2 separate regions of the Cricetulus griseus genome follow, and region 2 is linked to region 1. The links are chromatin contacts, called in public Hi-C maps. All regions are on one chromosome and are shown on one strand. Each heading gives the region's core, a stretch centred on a gene start, on an enhancer-like site or on the middle of the called end of the contact. The rest is flanking DNA. Distances are from core to core; before and after follow the strand shown. Region 1 overlaps Cltc (clathrin heavy chain 1). Region 2 holds the start of Cltc (clathrin heavy chain 1).

Region 1 (4,338 bases), core at 616-3,115:
CTCTAGTCCTCCCCAATACCAAGCTATACCCCAGGCTCTAACAATCTACTATAATTAAGTCTACAAAGAGCACTGTGATAAAGGCCATGAATTAAACACAACATAGAATTTAAAGAAAAGACATCTTTAAATTGCCAACTGCTTTCATCATTACAAAGATGAAGCTACAGTCCTACTTATATTGACAGAGGTTTTATAGACAGGGAAGGGTAAGACCTGTGTGGGGCAATTACCTGATACATGTCCTGTTATATTCCACAGACATAAGGTACAGCACAAAAAACAACAGTTTCCATCAGGAATTCATTTACACACAGTGACACATCCCTCAATAAATGATTCCTCTAAGAGTCAACTAAGGCAGCAGAAACTAAGCAGGATAGGACTTTTCCCAATGGTAGCCAAATCTTTTTAGGGTTAGAATAAAATGGTTCTTTTGTCTTTTGATTTTCCCCTCCAGTATTGGGATTAGGCTAGAAAAGTATTCTACCACTGATCAATGTTCCCAGACAATTCAAATGGTTAAGATTAGACTCTAGCTACCCAATTATAAATCACATGAAGCTTAATCCATGAAAGCTTCAGAAAATATCAAAAAAATTTGTGAGCTAAGCTAAATTGAAAGAATAAAAATGGCTATAAATTTGAAGTCAAAGTTCAGTTACAGGCTGTTCACATTAAGGAAAGTCAGTGTATGAGCATTTCAAAAAATGAAAACACTACTAACAGCTGCTTCAATTATTTCTAGAAAGGATGTCTGCTTCTACAAATGCAAAGTTTCTAGGCCAACTTTCCCTCCTAAATAAACATTAAAAAAATTCAGTGAATCTCTGTGCACATAAAACACAAGCTTCATCACTTAGTGGAATAACATACAAGCAAATCACTTAGCTATTTCATTCTTAACAAGAACTGTGGCATTTTCTTGTTTGTCTAAACCTTCATAACGTGCATAAAATGTAATGCTGTACATTTCCAAATATTTTACTTTTAATTATGTGTATAGTGATGTGTACGTGTATGTAAGAGCGAAAAGGCCAGAAGCATTGGATGCCCCTGGGGTTACAGGTAGTTTGTGAGAACCCGACACATGGGTTCTGGGGATTGAATTTGAGTCCTCTGGAAGAGCAGCAGGCACTGTTAACTAATAAGCCATCTCTCTGGTCCCATGTTATCTATACATTTTCAACTGTTTACTAAGTTATTAACCATTATTCTTCCTAGCAGCCATTTTAAGACAAAAACTGGAACTGTGTAAATTCATGTAGAGGTTTTTTACAACATGAAGGTAACAATGATTTGCCGAGTACTTATGTATCAGGCTCTTAAGTAAATGGTCCTGTGTCTCAAGAACACTGCCACGGGGTGAGGAGAGACAGGCTTCCTTCAGAGCACAGGGCATTAGAGTGACAATGAAGCAGGACAAGAAGAGGAACTAGTAAAGATATTCTATTGTTTGCCCATCTAGAGGCTAGAGGACTTCAGGTGACATTCCTCAGGAACACTATTCACCTCACTTAAGACAGTCTTTTCATTGGCTTGGAGCTCACCAAGGGATCCACCTTGCTAAGGCTTACAAGCATGAGGTATTACATCCAATATTTTCACTTGGGTTTGGGATCTGCCTCAGGCCCTCATGCTTGCATGACAAGCACTTTACTGACTGAGCTATTTCCCTAGCTCTAGTAGTTTCTATTTTAGGTCGAGTAACTTGAGAAAAACCTCCATGACATTTGATCAGAAAGCAAAGGTCAAGGAATAAGTTATGAAGGTCTTAGAAAAAAATGGTCTGGGGCAGATGCCAAGCTTCCAACACGCTAGTTCCAGAGCAGTGAGTCACCCAGGAAAACTGGGGCAATTCCAGGAGACAAAGCGTGTTATAAAGTAAGATAAAGGGAGCAAGGAGTAGATCATGGGTCTGAAAATAGTTCCACACTACAGTTTGCCATATCTGGCTTAAATTTTGAGATTTTTTGAGACAGGGTTTCTCTGTGTTGCTTTGGAGCCAGTCCTGGAACTCAAGAGAGGCAAGGATGGATGGCCTGTCTCTGGGATCAAAGGCATGCACCATCACCGTCTGGCTATAAATGTTGTTTTTTAAACTTGAGAATGCCGTACTTAAGTTGCTATGACGTTAAGTTTACCTGTTTTAACATAAAAGACAACTCAAACATTACTTCCCAAGGCTGAAGAGAAATTAAAAGAAAAGATGAGTTTAATTACAAAAATAAATTCAACTAAGAATCTGATTGTATTTAAAAACAAAAACAAAAAACAGAAGTAGATACTCAGGAGGAAGTGAGCCTCATCCTGTGAGATGGTGTGGGTGCACTAGCAGCACAGACCGACGACTCCTTGCATTTGGGAGGTTGCTTGGGAACCCTACCTAGAAAGCTTGATTTTTGGGATTATCATGCTAGCTAGGCTCCCCAGAAAAGTCACATGGGATAAAATGTGACTTATAAAGTGTATCTTTAATTGTACAATGTAAGACAATTTCAGCACTGACTATTTTGTTACATTAAAAACCCCTATGGGTTCAGCTATGTGACACAGAGATCAATTCAAGAGAACTAACTATACAGCTATGAACTATCTCCAAGTGATAATAGCTAGAGAGGTGGAAATGCAATTCTCATATAAAAATGGTTTCTGCTCAATCTAGAATTCTCCCAGTAGACAAAAGTAAAACATTTACATATGTGTGACAGTGGGAAAATGGTACTCTGTGAGTTTTACAGTTTTCCTGGTTTTTCATAGATAGCTACAAATTATTATTTTTCCCCCCAAAATTACTGGTAGGCCTGAGCATACTGCTAACAAGCAAAGTTAAATACTAAATAAATTAACAGTCCTTAACTACACTCTAAAACTTAGCATCCTTTAATGTATCATTTTTCACTCCAGCACAGATAGTCTTTACTTCTTTCCAACAGAATTCAGGCGTCACAAAACCAAGATTTCTCAACACCTCTTGATTTATGAATTATATATGATTAATATTTTCAAAAGAAAACTAAACTCAGGCAAATTTGATGCTAGAAATAAACCTGGATATTTTCTTAGCATACAATAAAGGATCCTGAAAATGATACCAAAGGTAAACTGATAAAAAAAAAAAAAAAATCTAAGTGAGGAGCTGGCAAGATGGCTCAGTAGGTAAAGGTGCTTGCCACCGAGATTAACTATCTGAGCTCTAGACCCAGGACTCCATCATGCAAAGACAGTACTGACTCCTAAGAGCTGACCTCTGACCTCCACGTACTTGCGTAGGCACAGGAACACCACCACCAACACAAAATGAAAGCATAAATAATGGTTTTAAACAGAGCAAGAGACAGTAAAAGAAAGGAAAGCTAAGCCAGGAATGATGGATGTGGTTTGTCACCTATAACCTCAGCATTCTGGAAAATGAGGCAAGGCCAGCCTAGACACTGTGAAGTGAGATTACATTCTCAAAAAACTAGGAAGGGGGCTATGTTAAGATGGCTCAAAGGATAAGGGTGTTTGCTGAAAAGGTGATCTGAGTCTGATCCCTGGGACTCACGTGACAGGACGAAACTACCTAGTACGAACATCACGTTACCCAGACAAAAAATTTAAAAGGCAGTAATCAAAATAAAATAAAAACAAAATAAAATAAAACAAAAATTGGGCCTAAAGAAACAAAAAAGAAGCTGGGTGGTGGTGGCACACTCCTTTAATCCCAGCACTGGGGACGCAAAGGCAGGTAGATCTCTGAGAGTTTGAGACCAGCCTGGTCGACAAGAGCTAGCTCCAGGACAGCCTCCAAAGGCACAGAGAAACCCTGTCTCGAAAAACCAATAAAGAGAGAAAGAGAGAAAGAGAGGAAGAGAGGAAAAGAGGAAGAGAGGAAGACAGGAAGAAAGAAAGAAAGAAAGAAAGAAAGAAAGAAAGAAAGAAAGAAAGAAAGAAAGAAAGAAAGAAAGAGAAAGGAAAAAAGGAATCAAAGCATTCTAAGGACTGGAGGTCAGGGTGATTACCTTCTTCCCCCATTTCAACACAAGGTCTCACCATGTAGACCAGGCTGGCTTGAACTCAGAGATCTGCCTCCCAAGTGCTGGCCTTACTTACACCTGTGTGTCACCATATGTGGAAAGATCGAAGCGTTCCAAAATGTATTAACAACAACTTTAAAAAAATGTTTTTCTTAAAACAGGGCACAGAGGTGCATACCTTTAATGCCAGCGCTTGAGAGGCAGAGGCAGGCAGATCTCTGTGAGTTTGAGTCTAGTCTGTGAGTTCCAGGATAGACAAGGCTATGTAGGGAGACCCTGTCTTAGATAGGGGGGTGGGGGGTGAGGGGGACGACCAACT
Region 2 (4,338 bases), core at 1,276-3,775, 42 kb after region 1:
TGGAAATAAATAGCAATATTTTATTTGCAGGAGTCTTAAAATAGGGGCTGGAGAAATGGCTCAGTGGTTAAGAGCAATGATTGCTCTTCCAAAGGATCCAGATTCAATTCCAAGCACCCACATGGCAGCTTACAACTGCCTGAAACTCCAGTTCCAGGGGACCTGACACCCTCACACGGACAGGCAAAACACTAATGTTCATAAAATAAAAATAAAATTTAAAGAAAAGTTTAACATAAACTTAAGAGTTTGCTGTTAAGTTTCACAAGTTAACACTACACTCTCTAGTTCCTCATTTACAGTTCTTCTATGTGTTTTAGAAAACTGTTTTCTACTAAGCAGAATGGCAGAGGCTTGGAAATCAAAGACTTAAGATGACAACTGAAATAACCCTTGCAATAATGCGTTAAAAGAGGGGCTAAAAACCTGAGGTCAGGAGATACATTATCCTGGAAGAGAATGGTGTTTGGGACTTTTGGTGCAATTGGTCACTATCTACTGGAGTGGAATCCTACCAGCCAAGCATAAGCTTAAAGTGGAATATGATCCTACAAAAAATAAATGTCAGAGACCTTCAAGAATACTTGTAAAGCTATTTTGTAAATATTCAAAAGCTTCACATTTGAGAAGGAAACAGTTTCAATTATTTGCAGAAATTGTTCCTCACATGCCACACCTGCATTAAATTTATTTTAATTAGGGACAAGTTTGGATTCCAATCTGTAGGACCATTCAACAATTCTTGTTATTTATTAAAAATGAAAACCTATTACTCAAATCACCAATGACCAACAAATAAGATTTACCAAGGGACAAACCACAGGTCATGTGAAACGATTAGCAACTGCCTTTGCTTCTCTTGTGTATGGTTTATAAACATGCTTGCAGAAAGGTTATTTTTGGTGCACTTTACTGCAGACAAGCCCATTGTCCACTAGGATTCAGGAACAATGTGAAGTCACTAACTCTTCATATTCGTTTTTTAACAGAGGGACCCAAAACAAGTTTGAACTGAGGACAAAAATTCACTTCTTGATCAGCATTGCCATTTTTCAGACTTTTGCAAAATTGTGGTCTTATTGCCAAAACAGATGAATTATTTGCATTGGACCATTGCGTCTTCCTTCAGAAATTAGCCCTTTAGAAGTCAGACCTGAAAGCAAGCTTCTTCACAGGGATATTTGCGGGGGGGGTTGGGGGTGATAACTTGATATGAATGAATAATGTTAAAGAGTCAGGACAAGTGAATCAGGAAAATCAGCAGTTCGGAAGAAGCTTAATTCAGCGAAGCCCTCCAATGGTCACCTGCCTAGGCCAACCGTTGGCATGCTGCCAGGTTAGACAATGGTGTATTAACTCCAGGATAAGGCACAGTTGGGGGTGGGGGGGTCGCCCAACCTACTAAAAAGAAGCCAGTTACAGATCAACTGGTCTGGTACTGACTCAGAGCAGGTATGCATTTACTACCAGGCTCTGCTGAATTCCACACAGTCCTGTGAGACTGTACTACCTGCTAGATTCCAAAAGGCCACAAATAACCTCTAAATAACTCTCCCTGCCTTCTAGAATCCAAGTGACGCTAAGAGCTACACCACCCTACGAAGAAACCAAGAAAGGAAAAATATGCGCGTTCCCCTTGGGACCTTGACCCCAGGCACCCAGAGGCTGACACCGCCCCTAGCCGCCCCTCTATTCTATCTTCTTTCTGTTCCTGCAGTGAGTGACCTTCGTTCGGTTCCTTATAGATTCAGGGAAGACAAGACACAAGCCACTGCCTACCCCTACCCCAAGGTGCCTTTCTCAGTTGTGAACTGCAGAGGGAGGATGAAAAAGGTTGCTCCTCCCCAACCCACCCGACACACAATTTCTGGGTGCAGACTAGGTGTGGAAACGGGAATAAACCAAGGGAAGGTGACAGCCCTGCACCAGCCCAGGGTTAACGAGAATTCTCGCTCCGGAAGAAACGTGCGAGAATCTCTCCCACATACCCCCTACCCAAATGAATGAACTGAGTGAAATGGGAAGGGAGTCGAGTCTAGTATGTGCAATTCTTGCAATTCAGGAAGCAGAATAAGAGGCCGTCAGACGTAAGGCCTGGCCTCGCCGCCCTTTGCACTCCGATTCGTCATTTCCATCCTAGTCTAATATCACTTAACCCTTTAAGCTTTTAAGACAGTGTCCCTTCCTCTATCTAACGCCAAATACCAACCCCCCCCCCCGCCTCCCCTCGATCCCTTTCGGGCCGGGCCGCCGGCTCCTTCTTTGCCTCTACCCACGAAAAGGCCCTCGGCAGCCCCGACCCACACACACCTGGAGATGCTCCTGAAAACGAATTGGCAGAATCTGGGCCATGGCGCTGTCGGGGGGTATGGTCTCCTCCTGTCACTGGGCTACGGGGCAGTGCCTGCCCGGGCTCTCCAAGGGAGAGGAGGAGAAGGGGAAGGGGGGGAGGCTGGGCTCAGCAGGATACTCTCCGGGGACGCAGGAAACTGGCAGGCAGACGAAAGAGCTTGGGTCGGGGGCGGAGGCTCCAGGGGCCGGGAGAGCCGCAATGGCGGAACCGGGAGCAGCGCAGACTCCGGAAACGGCTGAGCCCTGCGGAAGGATCCCGGGGCAGAACTCCGCCCAGCCTCCTCACCCCCTCCGCCTTATGTAGCCTTCCACGAGCGCCGCGCCGCGGTCGGGCGTAGGAATTCAGGGACGCAGTGCGCGGAGCGCTCTTCGCGGCGGCGACTGCGAGGAAACAGAGGGGCCGAGGGACTACTTTTTTAAGACTCATCACTTTCCCCAGGCTCCGGTTTCTACCTCCTCCCCTCCCCCCACTCTTTTTTTTTTTTTTTTTAACATTTTGCCACATCATGCGACTCGGGGCGACCGACGTCATTTCCGTAGGCGCTGTAGGACCCACCCACGCACTTCCAGGCGCACGTGATGCGGGCAGGGAAGGGTCGGTTGACGGCTGCCAGAGCGGAGGGCGAGGGTTAGGGGATGGCCGCGGCCTCTGGGGGTGAGGTGGCGGATGGACCCCCTGCCGGCGAGGCGGCCGGGGCGTGAGGAGAGCGAGTGCCTGAGGAGGAGGCCGCGGCGTGGGCGCCGGGGTGACTCAGGAAAAGGGCCGCGCCGCAGCGCTCTTCGGGCGGCTGGCTGCGGCGCGCCTCCCCCGCCCGGTTTCACGCAGTGGGTGGTTGCTGACACCTCTGGGAGGGGGATCGCGCCGGGCTGCAAGCTCCATTCCCTGACGCACGCCCTGCTGACGCCGGGAGAACCGGCCGGCTTCCGAGTTCCTCAGATAAACCACCTCAAAGGACAGTGAAGGAAGGCCATGTGAGGAGTGTCTTGAGGCCGGCCCCGGAGAGCGCTCCCGCGGACATTTTGGTGGATTTAGACCCACCTAGTGTAGACATCAGCTTGGCCTTCGAGACTTGGAGGGTCCAGCAACGTCAGATCATGAGTCTTATTTAGATCAGGGGATGGCTTGGAGGAAGGATCCTCAAAGGCTTTCTCGGAGCGGAGGGATTGACTGCTAGTCATACGTGTTAGTAGGACCATTGCCTGTCGTAGCAGTGTGGGCAATACAAGCACTTCAAACCCGGAGCACCGTGGCTGCCCACAGCGTTAAGGTATCTGCAGCGTTCATTAGCGATTAGCAGCCGCCCCAGAGCCCTTGATAAAGCGTAAGATGTAATGTTTCACAATAACACCGATATAAGGAAGAATTATAGAATTCAATCCCGTGCCTTTCATCTTTTTTTTTTTATTCCCTTGAAAGTTCTTGAGAAAATTATTTTCATTGCCCCTTTCACCTAAACACTATAAGACCTCACTAGGTATACAATTATTTTGTGTAAGCAGTTTTGCTTAGAAATCTGCTTAGTCATTTTAGTTGCTTTTAGTGTTTCCACCCCAAATACTGTCTTTCAAACCTAGACTGACTGAAGAAACTGGCAGGTAAGAGGGCAGTCGGAGATGATTGTGAAGAAGAGCCTTGCCACCATATTGTAGGATGCTTTGTGTTTGCATAATTTCACTTTATTAAGACAAGCCCTTGAATGTGCTCTGTCTTGCAACGTTTGAAATGATCGTTTTAATACGAGGCTTTAGGTCCTTTTTTTGGAAGTGGGCAGATTCTAAAATTCTAAGGGAGCTATTGTTTTATTACAGAAATGCCACTAACTAAACGAATTGCATTTTCAATCTCGGAATATAAGACCTGCATCATGAACAGATCACACTTTAATTTATTGACAAGTGCCTTGCATTTTCCTAAAGACCCTGTAATTTTAAGTACATTTAGAATCGCCAAAGCAATTGATTTTACTTACTTAGTGTGGAACAGCT

The links. A called contact is a pair of places that touch in the nucleus more often than the background predicts.
Region 2: a contact with region 1 is called in a Hi-C map of the CHO-K1 cell line, with 2.2 times the contacts expected there. The contact joins the promoter of Cltc here to the enhancer-like site in region 1. A contact is called at or near these places in 2 of 8 Hi-C or Micro-C datasets (the CHL-YN cell line and the CHO-K1 cell line).

The regions. Positions count from the first base shown.
Region 1 is chr7:99,953,931-99,958,268 of CriGri-PICRH-1.0, forward strand. All of the region lies in intron 14 of Cltc (clathrin heavy chain 1), which reads right to left. Among named protein-coding and RNA genes, the nearest start is that of Ptrh2, 35 kb to the left of the region's middle. Within about 2 kb of position 1,866, at least 2 of the 6 cell types and tissues checked have open chromatin away from gene starts, as enhancers often do. A contact at or near this core is called in the CHO-K1 cell line, where this site is marked.
Region 2 is chr7:99,995,507-99,999,844 of CriGri-PICRH-1.0, forward strand. Cltc (clathrin heavy chain 1) reads right to left here and starts at 2,526. Exons shown (of 33, transcript XM_027426351.2): 1 at 2,311-2,526. The coding sequence starts at 2,352.